Linked DNA regions of Zea mays: region 2 is linked to region 1. A link is a contact called in public Hi-C data. All regions are on one chromosome and are shown on one strand. The core of a region is the stretch at or near the end of the contact, and the rest is flanking DNA. Distances in the headings are between cores, read along the strand shown. Region 1 holds the start of LOC100383038. Region 2 holds the start of LOC103647104 (phosphatidylinositol 4-phosphate 5-kinase 6).

Region 1 (5,844 bases), core at 1,675-4,174:
TAGACTACCATATACTTATTATACTGGAAAAGTATATTAATGAACTAGTGTTTTCATTATTATATTGTACCCCTCCCTCTATACGTACGTATGCATTTCTCGCGCTAGTGCTACTGTGTGTGCATGCGCCTTGTTGCAATTGCTAAATGTTAGGTGAGAAGATCCCATAGCGGATACAAGCATGCACTCCTTCTGAATTCTTTCCTCTACCATTCACCACATATGACATATAAGTGATCCGTTTTAACGATTTCACAGGATTGTTGTAACAGCTAGCGGTTGGAGAGAAAAACTGCCATAATTAATAGCCATGAGGCAGGTCGATCAAAAAATTAAAATGAGTAAGGTCACTTTCGTGTGTTAGGCTGTAACACCTCGAAATCTCATTTTTTACGATTAGGTAAAATTTTCCAAAGATTTTGAGTTAGAATATATATTTTTTAAAAACTATTGAAGTCATATCCCTCCTAATAAAGAGTTCAATAAAAGGTACCCATATGAAGTTAGTTATCCCACTATCAAATTAAAAGTATTCTCTAAAAAATCAAGCTAAAAACATATCTTGGTGTAGTTTACATTAGAAAATATTTTCCCAAACAAGATATTGCTTCATGTGTTTTATCATAATATCTAGAGGCATATAATGGGAAGGATAAAGTGTTAAATAAATAAGGGATTGAGCACTCCATGCTTATGAATTTGTTGTGAAGCATTTTATTGAAATAAGGAATCATAACTTAAATTTGACCTCAAATTATAAATGAAGGTATAAAACAGAAAATGAGAAAGGAAATTTTAATAAAATTATTTATTCCTTCCATAAATAAATAATACGGAGTAGAATAAATAGTAGTAGTGTAAACAGTAGAGTTAATATTCACATTTGGATTATTTCTGCCACTTGAAAATTTGAAGTTCAAAACCAGAGTTTAAATTTTAGTTTGAAATTTGGAAATAAAAAGAAAGGAAATAGAGAAAATAGAAAACCCCACCTGGGTCGGATCTAGCGACGCTCGGCCCATTTGCATGTCTCCCGCCTGCCGCTACCTTTCACGCGCGCCCTCCCCTGTGACTGCTGCGCGGACCCCGCCTGGCAGGTTTCTAACGTGTCCGCGTGAGGCCACGGAGTTGGGTCGCTGCGCTATGGGAGTATGGGACCCGTTCGTCGTCTACTTTCTCGAGCGCGCGGGATCGTCCGGCGACCACTGGCTCGCGGGGCCCTTTTGTCTGTGAATCCGCACGCTCTTGTGTACCCGGCCACTGCCGTGTAGGGCCGTCGGGTCGGCGTCGTCCCCGTCTTTCTCGCCGCTTCGCAACAACCGGAGGAATACTGAACCCAGTCAATTGCGCGGGGTCGCACTGAGATTCTTGGGGAGGTTTGGTGCTAGGTTGTTAGGATGCGGACTCCGTCCCTGTCGCCCCGTTTCTAAGGCTTATAAAAGCTCTGGTGCGGCCGTGGTTCCGTCACCGTGCCTTCAAGAGTCTTCCGTCGGAGCTGGGATTGAGAGAAATCCGCGTGTGCGTAAAATGGGGGGGGGGGGCATTGTTGGTTGAGGGGCTCTGCCTGGTTGTCGTGAACCTGCACGGAGCTTTGGTGGGCGGAGCTAGGATCGGGGGAACCCTCGATTGGTCGCCGACGTCCGATTCTTGCATCTGGGTCGCGCTGCACCATGGGCGGTTGTCTCTGCGCCATAATTCGTGGTAAGAAAATCCTCTTCTAGCTTTGCCTTGTCCCCTGCATCAAGTAGCAGCGCTCGAATTGGGTTATAGGCATGTGATTTGTGGCATGCAGTACTCCGGTGTATGGGCTGGGTCCGCCGTGTGGGCTGGGTCGGTATCCTGGTGGGTGATGACCCAGGGTCGTCGGATCTGAAAGGGAAATGTGCCTTTGGGCCATTTCTATAATGTTTTGGTGATTAAATGGCTAACACATAGTAAATGAGCTGCTATGTGACAAACAAGCAAAAAGTGCAAATTATATAACAAGATATGTTTCTAGACTTAGTAATTGGTTTTTGTATACTAATGTATTTATCTAAGTGTTAGAAACAGAGTAGAGAAGAAAAGAAACGAATTGCAAAAGACTTGGCTGTGTGCAGCCGAAGTCCAGCTCGGCCTGGCACACCGGACTGTCCGGTGCGCCAGGCTGGTCTCCGGTGAAAATGCCGCTCTCGGGATTCGACGGCGGCGTACGACTATAATTCACCGGACTGTCCGATGAGTCATCCGTGGTGAACTCGTTGCCCTCGGAAAAAGCAAAGGGGCGACGTGGCTATAATTCACCGGACTGTCCGATGAGCCAACAGTTGCCTGCACCAACGGTCGGCCGCGCAATCTTCGCGCGACATGTGGACTGCTCCAATGGTCAGAGGAGCAACGGTCGAATATGCCATTTTTGGAAGGAGATCGCGCACCGGACTGTCCGGTGCGCCACTCGACAGAAGGCAAGGATAGCCTTCCTTGTTGGTCTTCAAAGGCTCCTAGCTGCCTTGGGGCTATAAAAGGGACCCCTAGGCGCATGGAGGAGGAATCCAAGCATTCACTAAGTATTCTAAGGCATCCAAACTCTACTCCCGCGCATTCGCTTTGTTGTGTTAGAGATTTGAGCTCCATTCGAGTCGCGAACTCCCTGTGTTGTCATTTGAGCTCGAGTCTTCACTTGTGTGCGTGGGTGTGCTGCGTATTTGAGTCTTGCGTGTTTTGCTTCTCCCAACCTTACTCTGTGCCTTTATTGTGATTCTTGTTGTAAGGGCGAGAGACTCCAAGTTGTGGAGATTCCTCGCAAGCGGGAAAATACTCTAAGGAAAACACCGTGGTATTCAAGTTGATCATTGGATCACTTGAAAGGGGTTGAGTGCAACCCTCGTCCATTGGGACGCCACAACGTGGAAGTAGGAAAGTGTTACTTGGCCGAACCACGGGATAAAGTCGTGTGTCTCTTGTGATTGCTCTCTCTGTGATTATTTGTGTTCGCAAGAGCTCGCCTCATAGACTTGATTAAACTTGCGCTAATATCTCCTTAATCAAGCTTGTTAGAATTTAGTGTTGAATTTTACAGGATCACCTGTTCACCCCCCTCTAGGTGTTCTCAATTGGTATCAGAGCCGTACTCTTCATCTAAGGGACTGTAACGCCCTGAATTTAGGGGTAGAATTTTTTCCTCTTTTTACTCACCAAATTCAGGCGTTACTCTCTTTTCTTTTCCTGTTTCGCTCCTTCTTCCCAATTTCAAAGCAATATAGCGACTGGTGTCCGTGTCATGTGTAAACAAAACCTAAGTGGTCATGAGTGTTGCATCATGCCGAATCATATTTCTTTGTCTGATTTCGTGCTTAATCGTGTGCGTTGCTTAGTTCCGTTTCAGATTTTGCTTCGTGGATTGATTCCCGATCTGTGGTTGTGCGTGCCACGGGGTTTTGGCCCGCGGTGCGTCCCAGCCCAGCCCGGCCCGGCCCGGCGCGCCCCTGGCACCCGTGCCCTTCCCCATGCGCGCCCCCCTGGTCCCTTCCTCTCATTTGATTTCTCCCGCGCAGCAACCTCTCTCTCTCCCCCCGTGGTGCCCTAGGTTTTGGAGACGGTGATCGCCGGATTTGGACCCCGAGGTGAGCTCCCCTCTCCCTCTCCCTCTCCCTCTCTCTCCTCCTCCCCCTCCCCTTCCTTTTCCCCTGCGCGGGTTCCCTGTGCGCGTCCCCTACGTGCTCGCGGCCCCGTGGCCTCGCGCGTCCGCGCCCTGGCGGTGGCTCGCCCCGGCGGCCTCGCCTGAGGCCCCCGCGCTCGTGGCCCCTGCGCGCCCGCGCTCTGCGGCGGCTCGCCCCACGCCCTCCCCGGCGGCCCTGCCTCGCGCCCGGCGGCCTAGTGCCCCGCGGCCCCGCGCACCCCCTGCGGCTCGCCCCCCGCGCCCGCGTCCCGCGCGTCCGGCCCCGTGCCCCGGCGTCCGCGTTCCGCGCGCTCGGCCCCCGCGCCTCGTGCCCCGGCAGCCGTGCGCCTTGGCAGCCCTCTCGCGTGCCCCATCGTGGCCTCGTGTGCCCCCGACGCGCGCGCAACTATAGTTGCGCAGCGTTCGACTTTCAACTTTATCCCTTTTTCAATTTTAGTTTAGTCGATGTGTTGTGTCATGCGCTTCGTCGCGCGACGATTCAATTTAAGTTCATCTTTGTTAATGATCTGTGTCGCGCGCTTCGTCGCGCGACATTTCGTTTTAAATTCAGTTCAGTTGACGTATGCCGTCGTGCGTTTCGTCGCGCGACGCCTAATGTCTCTTTATAATTATTGCAAGTGTCTCGTTGTGCGCTCTATCGCGTGAGGAGTCGTTTATTTCTTAATTCAATTTAAATGCTGTGTCGCGCGTCTCGCCGCGCGACCATTTCCTTTAATTCACCTTTATCTGCTTATAATGATTAAATATGGAACATGACTTTACCTTATTCTAAACGCAATGGCTAAATTAATACCATCCTATTTAGACGAGTATTTTAATTTATAATTGTGTAACGTGATTGCTTCTCGACCGTAGCCTCGATCGTTACTTTCTCTTTCTCGCTTAGTCGTAAGTGCGAGCCCTGCGTCGAACGTCTGTTTATTTATTGCCTTCCATTGTATGGTGTACTGTTCATTTGTATGAAATGTGTGGAATGTATGCTTGAACTCGTATAGATAACGGTCAGTTGGTGGAGTCCGAAGGAGTTGCAGGTGAAGACCTTGAGCAGCAATCGGTTGGTGAAGGCAAGTGTCCCTTGACCCATCTATGTCCTACTAATTCTTATAATTCACTTCCCGCATTTACACATTTATACCTAAGGATTGACTAGTTTTTGTCTATCTTGTCCTTGTTTACCTATTCTGGTTGGGTTATTTCAGTTTAGCTTTATGCTAGCGCTTCACATTAATCAATGAACATGATGAGATTATCTATGATACGCTGTTTTCCTTTTTGATTATGATGATGGTACTTGTGGCCCTTAAGGGGACTCGAGTTGTTTCTCGAGTGCCTCTCCGTAAGGACCTGTTCGTTGGATGACCGTCCGGGAAAACAGTGCAACCATGAGGGTGGAGTGGGACGCTCTTAGCTGAGTAATTAGAGGAGCTGGGGTGTAGTTCGCTTCGCTGTCGTGCCGTTAATAGGGCTTGGTGTATGCAGCTCGCTCTGCCAAGGTTGGTTCGCCCCTTGGGGAGGAGTTCGATGCATTTAGGAAACTTAACGGGTGGCTACAGCCCCAGGAAATCTTTGTAAAGGCTACATAGTGAGACCCTGCATATTCACCTTGGTAGTGTTTAAGGGTTTGATCGGCCCTAGGCAAGAGGGAATCACGGCTTGTGGGTAAAGTGCGCAACCTCTACATAGTGTTATGAAACGGATATATCAGCCGTGCTCGCGGTTATGAGCGGCCAAGGGAGCTCCATTGATTAGAGATACTTGATCAGAGATGTATGGTTTATAGGTGGTGATGAGGATGATGGTTATGATTATGCTTATGGTAATGGTAAGTGGTATTCTTTCTGTTTGGAAAGGATACATTGGGTTAATAACTTGGGTTAATGCTAAAAGCTAGCTTTCTACTAGTAAATAATAACCTGACCAACTAAAAGCAACTGCTTGACTTAACTCCACATAAAGCTAGTCCACTACAGCCAAACGGGACATTTTGCTGAGTATGTTGATGTGTACTCACCCTTGCTTTACACACCAACCCCCCTAGGTTGTCAGCGTTGCAACCACTGCTCAGGTGAAGATGAAGTCGTGGAGGAGGACTTCCAGGAGTTCCAAGAGTACGATGAGTTCTAGGCATGGGTTAGCGGCAAACCCCCAGTCGGCTACCTGTGTAGGCCGTGTGTATCTACGTTTAT
Region 2 (5,844 bases), core at 1,482-3,981, 180 kb before region 1:
TCCTCAAACCAGGTCCCTGGCAGCCGGAAGATGAAATTAAGATCGAGATCCTTCAACGTTGTGTGCTCGCTGATCTGATCGATGGGTTTGTCAGTCATGCGACCATGCGAGGACCCTTTCAGGTCGAAGCGCCTGTGGATCGCGTAGCTGGAGCAGAAAAGGTTCCCCATTATAACAAACCGGACCTGTAATAGTCCATCAGATTTCACGGGTGGGTTAGGAACTGATGCTGCTGGATTTAAATTATGTGAAATTTATATTACAGGTTGCTGGTCGCAGCCTGACCTTTTTCTGGATAGCTCCTGTAAGCTTGACGTTGACGCAGTGCAGGCCGAAGAATTTAGTGATCAGAGTGTTTTCGAAAAAGCGGACGTGTTTGTAGTAGGCTGGAAGCATCCTAAGGAGCACCTGTTCGCATGAGAAAAGGAAAACGCAAGTTCAATCATAATAATGTAACTCGCAAACTAAGTTTTTTTTCAACGTTTAATAAACTAGTTTGGATGCATGGATCAAATGAGCTTACTTTAACCTCTGCCTTCTTCATCGTTTTGATCATGTACTTGTCATCGTTCGTGAGGTAGAAGAAGCTCCCGCTCTTACCAGGAGACGACAGTTCCCGGAGCGCCTCGTCCCCGCAAATGGAGATCATGTAGTCTGCTGGATCGACGTCGAAGAGCTTGCGCAGAGTCCTGGATCAAAGTGCAAAGGAAGCAGCAGCGGTATCAGATCAGTTAACTTCGTCAATGCAAAGAACCAAGAGATCATCATCAGCGTCTCTGTCAGTATTGATTGATCGGAAGACCTGAAAACCAGGGGGCAGTAGTCTTTCCACCGGAAATCGCAGGACTGGTGAGGAGGAGTATGCTTTGATCCTTCGGGAGGAAACCTTGTCCATATCTTCTCTTTTGGATCGAATGCCGATGACTTGAGATCCAGCGTATTTGGCGCTGACTGCCTACCAACAGCGTGCCTGTGTTCCAAATTTCAAATTCAATTCAATGATTTGAATCAGATTCGGAAAGGCAGCAATGATTCAGATGATCAGAAGATAAAATATATAGCCTGCAAATGTCAGATGATCAGGAGATAAATATGTAGCGTGCGAATCGCGAAAGTGCAATGGCATACAGTCCAAGACGAAGCAGAGTAGAACACTTACACACCTGATGCCAAGCTGCAGGTTGAGCATGAGCTCGTAGTTCCTGTGCCCCTTGGAGATGGTCTCCCCCTGCTTCTTGCCCGGCCTCGGCGGCGTGCGCATGCACGACGACGTCCGCAGGCACGACCTGTCCGCGCGCACCTCCTCGGTCTCGCCACCCTCGGCGGCGGCCGGCTGCAGCATGTCCAGGTCCAGCGACGCGCTGCTCCTCCTGCTCACGCTGGACCTCCTGCCTTGGTCAAGGCTAACCTTGGGCGGGCGCCACACCGGCTTCTTCTGCACGGCCTCCACGCCGGGCCACGTGAGGACCTTCTGCGACGGCATGAGCGACGCCGTCTTGCCCTCGCACACCTCTAGCTCCTGGAGCAGCGCCGTGATGGGGTCGCAGGGCTCGCGGGGCACGGGCACCGCGGGGCCACCGGACGGCGGGTAGTAGACGCCGTCGGCGTGCACGGCGCCGGCCTCCTCGCACCAGGTGCCGATGTACATCCCGCCGTCGGCCCAGCGGAACGTGCCCTGGCCCTTGGGCCTGGTGTCCTCCCAGGCGCCGTCGTAGCGGTCGCCGTCCGCCCAGATCACGGTCCCGCAGCCGTGCATGTCGCCGGCCCTCCAGGTGCCGATGTACTCGTGGCCGTGGCGCCAGATGTAGCGCCCGTGGCCGTCCTGCAGGCCGTCGCGCCAGTGGCCGTCGTACACGTCGCCGTTGGCGTACGCCTGCGTGCCCCGGCCGTGGCGGAGGTTGTTGGCCCAGAGCCCCGCGAAGGTGTCCCCGAACTCGCCGATGTAGGTGCCCTGGCCGTGCATGTACCCGCCGGCGAAGTCGCCCTCGTAGGTGGCCCCCGAGGTCCATGAGAACTTGCCGCGGCCGGACGCGCGGCCGCGGCGCCAGGAGCCCTCGTACATGCTGCCGTCGGTCCAGAGGAACTTGCCCGCGCCGTGCGGCTGGTCCCCGCGCAGGTCGCCCTGGTAGAAGTCCCCGCTGGGCAGCAGCTGCTCCGCGTGCGTGGGCTCGCCGGCGTCCTCGTCCTCGCCGGCTTCCGAATCGTTGCCGCCATCGGTGCTCGTGTCGCTGTCCTCGCCGTCCTCGTGGTGGTACTGGTAGATAGTGCTGGACGCGGAGGAGGAATTGATGGAGAGGAGACTGGGCGTGAGGGCGGCCCCGCCATCGGCGCCGTCGGCCGCGGGCCCTGTGGCTGTCGTCGCGCGGCGGATGGTCTGGAGCTTGCGGATGCTCGCTTCCCACAGCCGGCTGGCCGGGGCGGGGAGCTGGCTCATCTTCCTCGCCGACGTCGCCACGTTGGCGTCGTTTGGTGTGTCCGTGTGTATGTGTATAGTATAGGTACGTCGTCTCAGCACGACCGGGGCGGGGCGAGCCTGTGCATGCTGGCGGTGGGGGGGCGCCGGAGCGGGACGGGGCGAGGCAATGGCGTGCGCGCGCTGGCCTTGGATTACGAGTTCTACGCTCTCGGTGGTTGGAGGCTGGGAGGAGTTGTCGGGGCGACTCGGGGGTGGGAGGCTGCCGAGGAGAGCTCGGGAGCGCAACATTTGGAGGGAAGCGGAGGCAGCGCCTCGGCCGTTGAATTGAATCCAGTCCAGGCATTGTGTTGTGCACTGCGCATGGGAATGCATGCCATATTGCCATGCCACCATTTCTCTCTTCCTGCTCCAAGCTTTTTCCAGGCCAGCAGATGGTTGATACCTTTTCAATTCTTTCCATGGCACGGCAAAGGCATCAGTTGCTGTCCTCCAGACCAGCAGCAGCTCGTTGACCTGAGCTTTGGAGTTAGCCCTGTGCGACACGCGGGTCAAACAGCTCCTCTCCATTAGGCTAGGCTGTAGACCTACATTGTGTTTGTGGCATTTGTCTTTCTCCAGAGACTGATACTATACTTGTCTCTGTCTCTCTGACATTAATGGTCCAGCTGTGATGCTGGGAGGAACAATAAAATTGAAATCTTTATTAGAGCAAGCCTAATAATTGTAACAAAACACAACACCAAGTTTAAGTTATTTATCCTGGCGTATTAAGTCGAGGAAGACTATGGCATGTTCAGTTTGAGAAATAAGATAATCTATCATTTTTCTCACCCTCTTCTTTTTTTGTTTGGTTTGTAGAATGGAATAGATTAGGGATGGCAGCGGGTCGGGTTGTGTTCGGGTATGATAATACCTGACCCGATGTCATACTCGACCCTTATACAAATATCCATACCCACCAAGTCAATTGGGTAAAATGGACACATACCCGTACCCAACGGGTATCCGTCGGGTATCGGGTATCCGGTGGACGCGCGGGCCTCGGTGACGGGCGGACGGCGCAGGAGCCGAGGAGCGCAGGCGCAGCTGGGCGGTCGGGCCTCGAGGACGCCGCAGGGGCGCAGGCCGCAGCCGCAGCTCGGCCGCTCGGGGCAGGAGCACCGCAGCGGGCTGGACTGGTGGCGGCTGGGCGGGGCTGGCCGGCTGGGAGTGGCGGCTGGGGCCTGGGGCGCTGGCGTAGGGGCAGGGCAGGGGCGCTGGGCGCAGGGGCAGGGCGATGGCGGCTAGCAGGTCACGGGTGGTGGCCTCGCGGGGTGGGCGTAGGGAAGGGAAGGGAACTTAGGTTAGGGAGTTAGGGTTAGCCCTTAGCCGGTTCACTGAATTGGGCTTCTTTTCTTTGCTTCATGGGCCAAAAACTGAAAAACACAACATGTAAAATTATGAATTAATATTTCGGGTATCCAGTGGATATCCATGGGTAAAATATACTATCCGTACCCTACCCGACGTATTTCGGGTACTCGACCCGATAGGATCCACAGGTGAGATTTCAAACCCGTATCCATGTCCACCGGGTATGAAACCCGTGGGTATCCATACCCATGGGTCCAATTGCCATCCCTAGAATAGATTGATCCATCACAACTTCATTCCTCATAGGCTTATAATTAATAATAATACGAGGAATGAGTTTATTCCACTAAATTTATGAAATGGACTCATGATGCACCACCTCATCTAGAATAGATTGACTCTACAAATCAAACACCCCTTAAGTAGATATAGGCAGAATAGTGCTAGCAAATTACAACATGAGAGCGAGTCTGACTCAGGAACAATTACCTTGATCATCTTCTATTATATCTTTACTGTCTCTAGGTCAAATTAACTTGATTCTATGCTATCTTTAACCAGAGTAGGTTAAGGTCTTCCTCTATTATAAAACAACCGTGCAAACCACTGATCTGATATGGTCATAGTTGTAGCATGATATACAAGCACATTCTACTCTAACATTCTCCCTTAATCATAACTTACACAAGACTATCCCTAAACGAAGCCAACTTCTACATAGTTAGTGCTTTGGTAAAGCCATCTGCAACTTAATATTTTGTAGATATGATTTTGATCTCCAAAAGTTATCTGCCTACTCTTTCTCTCATAAAAATAAAAATTCAATATTAACATTAGATTAACTATAATATAGGTTGTTCTAACAGTTTCACACTAAATCATTGCAGCAAGAGGACAAGAAATCTTTAGCTTTTATAGAACTACACCCACATAAAGGTGTTGGCTATAACTATATATTTAACTTTAGCACTTCAGCACAACCATTTTGTTGATGAATATGGGAACATGACACTAGATATGTGATGCCTATTTTGGTGAAAAACAAGTTCAAACGCTAAATACTCGCCACCCTGATTAGTTTGTACACCAACGATTTTGGTGTTGAAGTGACATTCAACCACATTCTAAAATTCAACAATTTTTAAAAGAATTCATACTTGAATCTGAACATGTAAATCTAGCTAAACTTGATAAAATCACCAATAAAGACGGCATATTATTTTTTAGACCAACTAAATCAGGAGCAGATTAGAGATGGTAATGGGTTTGAAACCCGCAGGTATAGGGTTTATAAACTCGTACCCGCGAGGATAGTGTTAAACACGCACCACTCTTACCTGCTACCCGTGGGTATCACAGACCCGTGGGTATGTACGTATGTACGTACGTACGTACGTACGTACATACATACATACATACATACATACATACATACATACATACATACATACATACATACATACATACATACATACATACATACATACATTGTGTGTGTGTATATATCCAATGTGAGTGTATATATCTAATGCGGGATCATGGGCATGGATACAACTTTTTTATACCCCCGAGAGAAAAACCCGCCAGGTTGAGAATCAAGCCCACACTCGTACTCGCGGGTACAAACTCAAACATAAACCCGCACTCTATTAGTTTTTTTACCCACGAGCATGCGAGTAAAATGTGCTCGTTGCCATCCCTAGAGCAGATCCCCATACATCAGAGAACATAAATTCAAGAGGCTTAGATGAAACACTAGTTGGTATAGGATGACTCTGTGTCTATTGAGAGATATGAGAGACTAACTCTTTTGACTCACTAGAACAAGAAATTTTATTTTGATCGACTAATTTATGAACAATATGAAAGGACAAATGATCAAGATGATTATGTCATCGATGAGGGGACATCTTAATGGCGCCAAGAGCCTCTCGCTCGAGGCTTGGTAAGGGATAGAGACCATATTCACATCTAACCTGAAGCAGAACTTTCTACGTGTCTAGATCCTAAATTGAAAAAATGACAAGAAAATATTAAAGTAAGACATTGTTGTCTTTGAAAAATTGATATATAGA

What was found. A called contact is a pair of places that touch in the nucleus more often than the background predicts.
Region 2: a contact with region 1 is called in a Hi-C map of ear, with 2.6 times the contacts expected there. The contact joins the promoter of LOC103647104 here to the promoter of LOC100383038 in region 1. A contact is called at or near these places in 2 of 25 Hi-C or Micro-C datasets (ear and tassel).

What each region holds. Positions count from the first base shown.
Region 1 is chr2:150,146,439-150,152,282 of Zm-B73-REFERENCE-NAM-5.0, reverse strand. It overlaps LOC100383038, which reads right to left and starts at 2,924. Exons shown (of 1, transcript NM_001175715.1): 1 at 1,480-2,924. The coding sequence starts at 2,613. The coding sequence ends at 2,203.
Region 2 is chr2:150,327,510-150,333,353 of Zm-B73-REFERENCE-NAM-5.0, reverse strand. It overlaps LOC103647104 (phosphatidylinositol 4-phosphate 5-kinase 6), which reads right to left and starts at 2,731. Exons shown (of 8, transcript XM_008671655.4): 1 at 1,164-2,731; 2 at 803-970; 3 at 524-689; 4 at 286-408; 5 at 1-185. The coding sequence starts at 2,704.